Regions from separate parts of the Canis lupus genome. Here region 1 is linked to region 2. Evidence: chromatin contacts called from public Hi-C data. All regions are on one chromosome and are shown on one strand. Each heading gives the region's core, a stretch centred on a gene start, on an enhancer-like site or on the middle of the called end of the contact. The rest is flanking DNA. Distances are from core to core; before and after follow the strand shown. Region 1 overlaps MAST2 (microtubule-associated serine/threonine-protein kinase 2). Region 2 overlaps LOC100856339 (phosphatidylinositol 3-kinase regulatory subunit gamma).

Evidence for each region. A called contact is a pair of places that touch in the nucleus more often than the background predicts.
Region 1: a Hi-C map of blood shows a contact between it and region 2, with 2.5 times the contacts expected there. The contact joins two enhancer-like sites. A contact is called at or near these places in 2 of 9 Hi-C or Micro-C datasets (blood and liver).

The regions. Positions count from the first base shown.
Region 1 is chr15:14,521,525-14,527,189 of UU_Cfam_GSD_1.0, reverse strand. The region is part of intron 5 of MAST2 (microtubule-associated serine/threonine-protein kinase 2); the gene reads left to right. Among named protein-coding and RNA genes, the nearest start is that of MAST2, 140 kb to the left of the region's middle. Within about 2 kb of position 4,044, at least 1 of the 20 cell types and tissues checked has an H3K27ac peak or open chromatin away from gene starts, as enhancers often do. A contact at or near this core is called in blood, where this site is marked.
Region 2 is chr15:14,443,721-14,449,676 of UU_Cfam_GSD_1.0, reverse strand. LOC100856339 (phosphatidylinositol 3-kinase regulatory subunit gamma) reads right to left here. Exons shown (of 13, transcript XM_038558194.1): 12 at 4,622-4,839; 13 at 1,321-1,876. The coding sequence ends at 4,641. Among named protein-coding and RNA genes, the nearest start is that of TSPAN1, 150 kb to the right of the region's middle. Within about 2 kb of position 4,331, at least 8 of the 20 cell types and tissues checked have an H3K27ac peak or open chromatin away from gene starts, as enhancers often do. A contact at or near this core is called in blood, where this site is marked.

The DNA.
Region 1 (5,665 bases), core at 2,795-5,294, 78 kb before region 2:
ACATCCCGGAAAACATGACCTGAACTGAAATCAAGAGTTAAACAGTCAACTGACTGAGCCACCAAGTCACCCCTGTGATGAAAACTTTTAAGATCCTCTCTTTTAGCTACTTTCAAGCATGCAATACAGTATTATTAACTAGAATCACCATGCTGTATATCGAATTCCCATGACATTCATTTTATAACTGGAAATTTGTATTTTTTGACCTCCTTCATCCACTTTGCTGCCACTTAGGCAACCACCAGTCTGAGATTGGGCTCATAATTTAGAATTTCTAAAGAAATGTGGAAACCATGGTAACTAGTATGAAGACAAATCAAATTTACCACAACTTTCCAGACATGTGGTAATCAGGATTAGCTTTATATTATTTCATTTTACCAGAGCCTGTATTTGTGGAGGGCCTCTTTAATGGAAGTGTACTTCATTCAAGGAAAAATCTTTAGTCTTACTGGTCACTTTCCTTTGATTACCAAGAGACGCATGGCTTTTAAAATGTATGACGGGACCATTCTCTCCCATTCATTAGTTATCCAAGCAATAGTAACTATGCATCAGCCATTGTCCTGGGCCTTGAAAATACAGACATGTTTAGAATACAAATTCTGAAGCCCACTCTAGGGCTCTTAAATTTCTCTTCCATCTCTACTACCAGGTTTATTTATTCAGAACTTTGGGAAAGTGAACATCAGCTATAGTCACCAATGACAGGATTATCTGATCTCTAGATGGTGGGCACATTTACTTAAGTGTGGTGGGCAACTCTTTCTTCATCTTGAGACTTGGGATGGGGACATGTTGCGGCTGCCATGTTAAGGAAACGTCCCACCATGTCACACAATTCCAGGAGAGGCTATTGCACAAATCTACATTTGGCCAGTTTCTCCCTCTCCTCATGTTTGACTTTAAAACTGTTGATTGGTCTTTTAAATCCATGTGATGGTACCTTGGACGTTGACATTTGAGCTTTAGACCTATGTTTGTTTCTTTTCACTATAAGTTGTTATTGTTGCAGGACGATGTTGCTGAGACATTTAGCATTTGGCTCTTATAAACTGCTACAAGCTGAATCATACCCTTGTTTTTGAGGCATACATGCCTTCTGAATCATCTTTAGAGTGGAGCTCCACATTAAGAAAGTCCTACACATGATCTTAGCCAAAATGCCTAGAAGCAATTTCACGTTAAGAAAGCCTAGGGCAAGGAGATGTAAATTGCATTAGGTTTTCAAAATCTGTTAATACCTTATTGTGATTTAGGGCAAGCTACTTAGCCTCTCTGTGCCTCAAGTATTGCTTTAAACACATAAGCTTAAATTCAGTAGATTGTGAAGAAAATGCCAAGGGACCTAAATCTAAGGAAACAGTACCAGAACAGCGGAAACCAGTGTGAAACTTCTAAGAAAGTAGGCTAAGGTGGGAGGTGTACTAGTCTTAATATCCTTTAGGGGAAAGTGGATAAGGCCTTGAGCTATTTTGGGTAGGGAGATTCTAAGGTAATATAGAATTGAGACCCCATATATAATTAGGAACCTCAAAGGACTTTACGCCCAATGGACTAGGAAAACAGTTTACCCACTGGCATGGAGAGATGAAAAGTTCTTTAGTCTCATCTGGGTTTTAAATAGGGCCCTTAAAAAAAAAAAAGAAAAGAAAGTTTTCCTTGAGAATTTTTAACTGTAGGCTTTTATTAAGTGAATTTGGGTCCTGGAGTTTAAAATGTCTGTGTGGTCTAGGAACTGATTCTGAGGTGGTAATAACATTGATACATCTATCAGAAAGAAACTCAAAATTTCATTTAAATGACACACTCTCAAATCAGGTAGTAGTACAAGGTTCCCATAAATAAAGCCAAACTGAAGATGATTTCACAGTACAAAATTATAGATCATACAAAGAAACAATCTACCATAAATTAGATTCAATAGAAAAAAAATGAAACAATAAACCTAAGAACTTCAGAAAGTACCATTGCAGATAAAGTTTATGAAATAAGTATATTTAAAATGAGTAAAAATATAAACAGACACAAGAGAAAAAAGACATATTTAGTTAAAAAAAAAAAGACATTTTCCCCAGGCATATTTGGGAAATATGTGAATTAGAATCAAGAAATCAAATATATTGCATCATTAAATTTGAAAACTTAGCAGTCAGGTTATATAGTAAAGCTGTGGACAAAGTTAGTAAAACTTTATCTAGAGTGTAACACAAAGATGGAAAGATGTAAAATATGAATGAGAGCTAAGAAGTATGGAAGATACAGTAAGAATGTCTAACAGTATAGAGAAATGGGGAAAAGGCACTATTTATAGAGATAATGATTGAGACCTTCCAGAATTGATTAGAAATTAAATAACATCATGAAACACAGTAGGCATAAATAAATCTCCATTTAGATACATTGTAGTATCTAAATGTTGCAGAACCATAAAAACAGAGGTCTTAAAGGCAACTTGAAAACCCTCAAGAAGGGGGAATCCCTGGGTGGCTCAGCGGTTTAGCGCCTGCCTTTGGCCCAGGGCTCGATCCTGGAGTCCCGGAATCGAGTCCTGTGTCAGGCTCCCAGCATGGAGCCTATTTCTCCCTCTGCCTGTGTCTCTGCCTCTCTCTCTCTCTCTATGTCTATCATGAATAAATAAATAAAATCTTTAAAAAAAACCCCTCAAGAATCTACAAAAGCTAAAAGAATGCTAACACATGAGTTCAGTAAGAAAGTCCACCCAAAAAAAATTGAAAACAGATAAATGTACAAGTACACAAATGTTCATAGCAATATTATTTGAAGCAGCCAAAAAATAGAAACAACCCAAATGCCCATCAATTTGTGAATGGATAAATAAAATATGACATTCACACAATAGAATATTATTTAGCCATAAAAAGAAATGAAGTACTGATAAATACTACAGCGTGGGTGAATCTGGACATTATGCTAACTGAAAGAGGCCAGACAGAAAAGACCACATGACATGTTATTCCATTTTTTAAAAAAGATTTTATTTATTTATTCACAAGAGACAGAGAGAGAGAGAGAGAAAGAGAGAGAGGCAGAGACACAGGCAGAGGGAGAAGCAGGCTCCATGCAGGGAGCCCAACAGGGAACTCGATCCTGGGACTCCAGGATCACGCCCTGGGCCAAAGACAGGCTCTAAACCGCTGAGCCACCCAGGGATCCCCTATTCCATTTTTTTTAAAGAATTTATTTATTTATTCATGAGAGACACAAAGAGAGGCAGAGACATAGGCAGAGGGAGAAGCAGGCTCCTCACAGGGAACCCGATGCAGGACTTGGTCTCCAGAGTGGGATCACACCCTAAGTCAAAGGCAGATGCTCAACTACTGAGCCACCCAGGCATCCGTATTATTCCATTTCTGTGAAATATCCAGAATAGGTGAAACCATAGAAATAGAAAGTACATTGGTGGTTGCCTGGTAAGGGAGGTGGGGGAGGAAGAGGGAGATGGGGAGTGACTGTTTATGGGTTGCAGGAAATCTTTTGGGGGTAATGAAAATGTTCTGGAATTAGCAGTGGTAGTTGTATAACCTTGTGAGTATGCTAAAAAACCCTGAATTGTATACCTTATAAGGTTGAATTATATAGTATGTGAATTATATCTAAAAAACAAAGTTAATGGTTAAAAAAAAAAAAACTAGATAAAAAAGAAAAATTAACTACAAAGGAATAACAGTCCCAAAAGGAGGCAGCTGGTGGTGGTTCTTCTTCTTCTTCTTCTTCTTCTTCTTCTTCTTCTTCTTCTTTCTTCTTTCTTCTTTCTTCTTTCTTCTTTCTTCTTTCTTCTTCTTCTTCTTCTTTCTTCAAAAGATTTTATTTATTTATTCATGAGAGACACAGACAGAGAAGCAGAGACACAGGCAGAGGAAGAAGCAGGTTCCATGCAGCGAACCTGATGTGGGACTTGATCCCCGGTCTCCAGGATCATGCTCTGGGCTGAAGGTGGCGCTATACCACTGAGTCACCAGAGCTGCCCAAAAAGGAGGCTTCTTAATAGCAGTAACAGGAGCCATAAAACAATGGAATATCTTTAAGATATTGAGGAGAAAGTCACTCTCAACAAGAGGTTGTAGGATTCCATACATGTTTAATTATCCTTGAAAGTCATTGAATAAAATAAAGACATTTTCAGATAAACAGCAAAATTGAGAAGATTTATCACTGTCAGATTCTCACTGAAATCATTGCCAAGAAACAATGTGAGATCCAAGAGGAAATGCTTAGCAAAGAAACTGGAAAATATATGAATAAATTTAAGCAAGCATTTCTTGCATAAAATAATATAATTATTCATTTGGCAATATAAAACAAGCTAGACCTGAGATACTGGACCAAATAATATGTAAATTGAAAGGGGATGGGGAGAATTGGAGTTAAGATCTTTTAATTTTGTTCAGGAGTGTTGAGATGCTGGCTGACCTTAGACTTTGTTAAGACAGGAGTACTCGTTAAAACTTTAGTAATAATAATTTCTGTTTTTTTAAAAAGAAAGTAAAAAAATGTATAATTTCCAAATCAATGAAGCACATGTTTAAAAAATACATGGTTAATCCAAGAAGAGCTGCCATTAAAAAAAAAAAAAAAAGAAAAAATGGAGTAAGGGAGATTAGAGGAGAGCATGTCACAGTATCAATCATACAGGGAAGTGGGGAAGGTCACATTTTAGTAAAGTCTTGAAAGAGGTAAGAGATTTTTACCATTGTATTACTGAGGAAAGGACATTTCAGGTTGCAGGAATAATTAGCGTGCAGTGACTCTAGTAGCTAATGATCTCTATGTGAAATTAGCTTTTGGAAGGTTTTGGCCAGAGTAAATAATCTGATCTATACTTTTAAAAGATTACTATGACTAGTTGTACTGAGAACACACTGGGAATGTGAGACAAGAGTAAACCAGGGATAGTTAGGAAGCTGTTGAAGTAATCTAGACAAGAGATAAATCATGAGTTTATTTCCAAGTAGCACCTTTTATTGACTGAACGAACACACCTTTTCTCCCACTCTAGCTTCAGTCTTTTTTCCATCTATCTATCTATCTATCTATCTGACTCACTTATTTACTTTTTTTATAATTCCAATATAATTTACACTGTAATATTTATTGCAATTACAATTCTGTACATTACTCCATGCTCAATGCTGATAAAAGTTTACTCTTAATACTCTTCACTTATCCCCCCCACCCGCAACCACCAGTTTGTTCTCTATAGTTAAGATTCTGGAGTTTTTGCCTCTTTTTTTTAGTCTATTCAGTTGGTTTGTTTCTTAAATTCCACATACTAGTGAAACCATATGGCATTTGTCTTTCTCTGACTAATTTATTTCACTTAGCATTTTACCCTAGAGAGCCATCCATATGTTGCAAATGGCAAGATGTCATTCTTTTTTGATAGCTCAGTAATATTACATTGTGCATGCGCGCGTGCACACACACACACACCCACATATATATTATATATAATAGATTTTCTTTATCTAATCACTTATCAGTGTGACCCTTGGGTTCTTCCATAATTTGGCTCTTGTGAATAATGCTGCAGTAAACATAGGGGTACATATACCTTTTCAAATTAGTATTTTTATACTCTTTGTAACACGCAATAGTGGAATTACTGGATCATATGATAGTTCTATTTTTGATTTTTCGA
Region 2 (5,956 bases), core at 3,082-5,581:
AGGATTCAGTAGGGGTTGGCAAGTGGAGTGAGACACTCCCAACCACGTTGAAATGTCAATGGGTAATCTGGTGGAGAGAAAACAACAGCGAAAGAATTGATAACTGATCATGGAAAATTCCTGAGGAGGGAGAAAACAGGATACAAAAATACAGTATTGTAGAAAGGTTGGCTTTCAGTTAGGGGAGGGCTACCATTTGTAATTTAACAACAGGTGGAAAAAAAAAAAAAAACAGGTGAGAAGCAGAGGAGTTCTGAGGATACAGGCAGGTTCGCAGATTTGGTGGTAGAAAAGGGAATTCATAGCCAAGCATGTTTTCTCCATAGACAAGTACGCGGTGCCTGTAGGACACTCCAGGCCCCAGTGGAGATACCCAGCCAACAGATGGAATTCAGAAGACAGGACTGGGCTGGAGAGAGGAATTTGAGTGTCCTATGCAAAGAGAAGGAATAACTTTTGGGATTTGGGGAAATCCTCTAGTTCTTAGGAGAGAGGAGAAAGGACATAGGCAAGATAATTTGGAGCAATGGACTCTTCCTGCACCCAATCTGATTTATAATTCACCACACACCTGGGTGGGGCCTGAGAGACTGCGTGAGAACTGCAACGTCTGGTGCAAAGAGGTGGTCACATTTTGGTAATTATGTTCCTAACATATAGAAACTTTAAAGTGCTGTGGCAGGAGGGTGACAAGGGCCTTGGGCAACAAACATTTAGCCCCCAGAATAGACTGAAAACACTTTTATTTCTGGGCAGAAAGATGTGATGAGAATCAGTAAGCTGCACTTTCTAAAACTCCAGAATGGAGTGAGGAGGAAACAGCTCTCAGGTTCAACTTTCTCAGGACTAGTTTCTGAGTCTATGTCCTGTGCTGGATGGACGAGATACTGGCATCATGCCTGTTAGGGTCAACTTTCTCTTGTTCAGGGGAGGAGCATCTCTGGTGGCCCCAGTTCAGCCCCAGGACCAATCTTTTGGTGCTCATGGGAGAGGAGGTTTGGGAGTTTCAGAGCTTTCAACACCCAATCCTCCTCTTGCCACCCACCACAGCCCGCAGCCCCCACCCCCTATAGCAGGACAAAAAGGTGCTTTATTGCAATGTCTTTATTGCATTACTGGAGCAAGTTGGCCAGACTGTCCCCTCTTGGGGAAGATAAAAAAAACAAAAGACCAAAAAAAGTATCTCCCCTCACTTTCCCCCCACCCTCCCCCACAACTGCACAGCAATGTCTGAACACATCTGGTGACAAGAACAATTTGCAAAAGTGGTCTAGGAACTACATTATGAACTGTCCCAACACAAGACATATAGTTGGCTTCTTTGTGAATCAGATATTTTTACGTAAACTACATTTTTTTTTTTTTTTTTTTACTACATCAAAGACAACAGAAAAGTAGATTTTTCACAAGTAACAACAGGGCACCAAAGTCATGCTGGAATTTGTAAGGAAACAAGGTTGTTTGTCACAAGTGGCTAGAGCTAGAGCTAGAGCAAGGATGAGCAGTTGACAGCAGAGGGCTCAGCCGGGCCTCCATCTGCACCCTCTGCTTTGAGGCCACAGAAGCCTCACAGAGGCCTACTCTGGAGTCTAAACTGGCAACAGAGACCGCCTTGAAAACCAGGAATTGTCCAGATGCAATTCTTGGCCAAGAGGACCCATGAGGCTGGCTCCTTGCAGCAAGAAGAGGAGACCTATGGAAGACACCACATTGGCTATCAAAGCTTCTTTAGAGCACATGAGGTCCAGAGTAAGTGGGAGGTCCCATCAAGGCTTGGAGATGGAGTAGGGGAGGTGTTACGAAGTCCTCAACCTCGGCCAAATCGGTGGTAAGGACACAGCCTACACAGTCCTGAGTCATGGCCAAGATTTAGCATCTGTGATCAGGAAGAGACAGAGAGCATTGTTCTGTAATGAAGTCTCCACCTGGAAAAGATGGGCCTGGAACCTGTGTTCAGCCACCCTCAAGCTGCTTCCATGCTGGTGGCTGGCTTCCCTAGCCAGAAAAGCAATGAGCCTCTCTGGTCTCAGTCTGTCCTCTTACTCTCTGCTTCAGTGAGGCTGCAGTTAGGACGCTGAGAGAGAGTCCCAGGGCCCAAACCATGGGACAGGACACAGAGCTAGACTCCGACAAAGGCCACCAAGGCCCAGAAGTAAAGGAGCTACCCCTCCATGTGGTTAACAGTTTGGTCCCTATATGCCATTTCCACTGGCTCAGGATCAAGCAAATCATATGGCAACTAGTCAGAAAAGATATTTTCCAACTTCTCAAATGATCCCTAGGCCTTAGTTCCCACAAAGCAACAAATTCAAGAATGAAAAACAGGAAAAAAAAAAAGTGAAGGAATATAGGATTAAAAAAGAGTAGTCCTTCTCCACAAGCCAGCTTTTGTCTATGAGTGTAGATATTAGACAGGGCTAACTCTCCCCACACACCCTTTATGTCTGCCTGAAAAGGAGCAATGACACATGGTTCAAGGTCACAGGCATGTATCCTTACTCCCATTTTATTTTAAAAGAGTCAGAATACACTAAATTTTAGTACCAGAAAGAAGGGATTTCTTGCACCCAACCTTGAGCATCCAACTGCTTAAGCATGTTCAACACCAGGTGTAAGGCCATCCAGCAGCAACTAGCCCAACATTACTCAATAAAACGTTTGGCAAGATTTCAACCTGGCAATGTGGAGAAGAGATGTGCAGCTGGCTCTCAGTTAAGGGCTTAGGTCAGAACATGACACTGGAGGGAGGGGTTCATTTGTCTGCCTCACCTAATCCTGAAACTGCAATGGAACCAAAGAAAAGCCGAAGATAGGCCCTTTCCTTCCTATCCTCATTGTTAGTAATTCTGGCAGTTTTTCCAAAATTTGTAATCTATTGTTACGTTATGGTCCATTCTAGACCCTGTCACCAAGATATGTGCTCAGGGAAAGCAGTATTTATTTCTTCCATTCCATAAACTGGAGCTTTTCTAGCTGTAAACCTTACGTACCAAGACCCAGATACCGGCTGCTTCTCTAGTTCAGCCAGGATGCCTGACTGCACAGCTTTGGACTCAAACAGCTGACTCACTCTGAGCCTCTTATGGTTCCAGCACTGGCTCAGAGGCAGCTGAACTCTATTTGTCGAATGAGTGTTGACTGGTGGGGGTGGGGCATAATGGAGGTAGGAATAGAGCCTGCCTCCAACTCCACTCAGCTGGAAGGCTTAAACCACATGGAGCAGAAGATTCCTGGCCTAAAATCAGGGCCACTGGAGCATGAGGACAGTCTGTGCACATCATCTTAATGGCAGGCTCACAAAAACGGCAAAGAGAAAAACTTCCAGATGGCTTTTACTAACAGTCTAAACTCTACGCCATTATTTTCTCTCCTTACAAAAGTTTCAGAAACCACTGCATTGAAGCACATGGGTAACGTGGATGACCCTCACCCTAGACACCAGAGCCTCCGAGTCTCTGAATTACTGAGGTCCCTGACAACAGTCTGGCTCCCTTCCTGCTACAACCTTAGCCACCTACGGCTCCCCTAAGCCCTACCCTGCAAAGGACAGGGAGATGAAGGGAAATCACGTTTACAGTTTCTGTAGGGCCTTTAAATTTGGGGAAGCACATAGAAGACTGTTGTTCTATATCATTATTTGGTATATCAAGCCATCTAAAAGCACTGGATTGCACCTTTTCTTTACTCATACAAACAAGTTACAAAGGTTTTCAACAACAGATCATTCTTTAGGCTAAGGAAACACCACACAAGCACCAACTTCATTTTATGATTCAAAGCTCACCATGCCCACAAAAAGAACACTATTCCTCATCTCTGAGAAACAAGGGCAGGGCAGAAGGAGTCACACTGACCAATTTTAGTGTTTGCTAAAACTAACAATTCTAGTTTTCCTTTCACTTTCAAGTTTTGGTACAGAAGTGTGCATTCAGATACTAGTGCTGTCTTCTTCCGTCAGACCTTAGTCTGGCAACGAACATTGTTCTGCTGAGATCAATTTGGTTTCTAAACATAATGCTTCTTTAGAGGGAGGAGCTACTGAGATGCTGACCCCTAACTTATGTTAGTTAATAAAGTACCTTCTGTTGAAGGTACTTGACTAAGATTCTCTACATGAAATCCCAGGTCTCCCCATTTTCCTTTGGTTGTGTTTTTCACCAAATGCCATTCTACCACAGAACCAAAACAGCCTTTGTTTTGGGAGGAAGTTGAGAGAGACTGTCAGATCAAAACAGAACTCCCCAGGAGCCATGCCCTGCCACATTCTCAGAGTCGAAGACCAAGAGAGGACGAGGACTCTTTCAGAGATTTCCAGATATAACCCCCCACCCCCATCAAGCCTAATGTGTTCTGTAGAGGGTGCCTGGCTAAACAAAACAAAAACCCCAATGAAACAGACTTTCCAAAAAAACAACATCTGCTTCCAGCTTCCTATGTCAGTGCAGCGGCACAGCTGAGTCTCAGAGAACCTCAAGGCCTCTTGTGCCCCCATCCTGGCCGGCTACTGCTCGGCCTCTCCACATTCACAGAATCACTTCTTGTGCAAAACAAGCAGTCTACGTAGAAAGAATGCCCTCATAGTCTAATAAAAACTGTAGAAAAAAAAATGCTAGAGAGCCACCTCTCTTCCCACTCCCTCTTTATCTGCAGAGTGAGGGCATCTGTGCGTGGACAGGGTAGGCAAGCCTGACGTTGAGGGAGTCGTTGTGCTGCACGAGGGACGTCTGCTGGTAATGGAGCACCAGCTCCTTCAGGGAGCTGTACAGGTTGTAGGGCTCTGCAAAGCCATAGCCCCGAGCAGTGCTGTAGATCACACAGTGCTTCACTTCCCCATCGGCACTGCGAAGACACAACACAAACACCACAGGGAATTAAGGCAGGTAACAACAGATAAAGAGACCCCAAATGACCAGAAGTCTGAACAACTTTTCTGCAAAGGAGGAGAAGTGCCTTGCCTTCTGTCTGTAAAATGTTACATCCATGTGTGTCCCCTCACCCCCTTACAGACTTCTCACAGAGGTATCCTTCGCCTCCCACCAAGCCCCAGTGGGACTAAAATGGATGGCTGCATTTAATCACTCAGCTCGGAATCTTCATGAGGCAAGAATGCACTGGAAAGAGAACACTTTTTTTTTAAGTATACAAATCAGTGATTTTTAGAATATTCACAAGGTTGTGCAACAGTCATCGCTATCTAATTCCAGAATATTTTCATCACCCTAAAAAGAAACCATGTACTCATTAGCAGTCACTCGGTACTCCTCTCCCCCGGGCCCTGGCAACACTAATGACTCCATCTCTACGGATGTGCCTATTCCGGCATTTCACACAAATGGAAACCTCCGATATCATACAACCTTCTCTCTACCTGACTGGTCTCAACTTAGCACACTTTCAGAGTTCATCCACGCTGTAGATGTGTCCATGCTTCAGCTTGTAGCTGCACGGTGTTCTGTGTGGATATCCACATCTTGTTTACCCATTCATCAACTGATGGACACTTGGGCTGTTTCTACTTTTCAACTATTATGAATAATGCTGCTCTGAATATCTGTGTATAAGTTTTTGTATAGCCATATGTTTTTAATTCTCTTGGCTCTATAGAGAGCTAAGGATGGAACTGCTGAGTCATATGGAATCTTTTGAGGAACTGCCAAACTGTTTTCCAAAATAGTTGCACCATTTTATATTCTAGCCAGCAGCATATGAGGGTTCCAATTTCTTTACATCCTTGTCAACACTTGTTATTGTCCATCTTTTTTTATTATAATCATCCTAGTGGTATCTCATTGTGGTTTTGATTTGTACTTCCCTGAAGACTAAAGATATGGAGCATCTTTTCATATGTTTATTGACCATTTATAAGATCTTCTCTAAAGGAATGTCTATTTTCTTTGGGTAAATACCCAGTAGTGCAATTACTGAGTCATAAGACAATTCTTTCATTTTTTGAGGA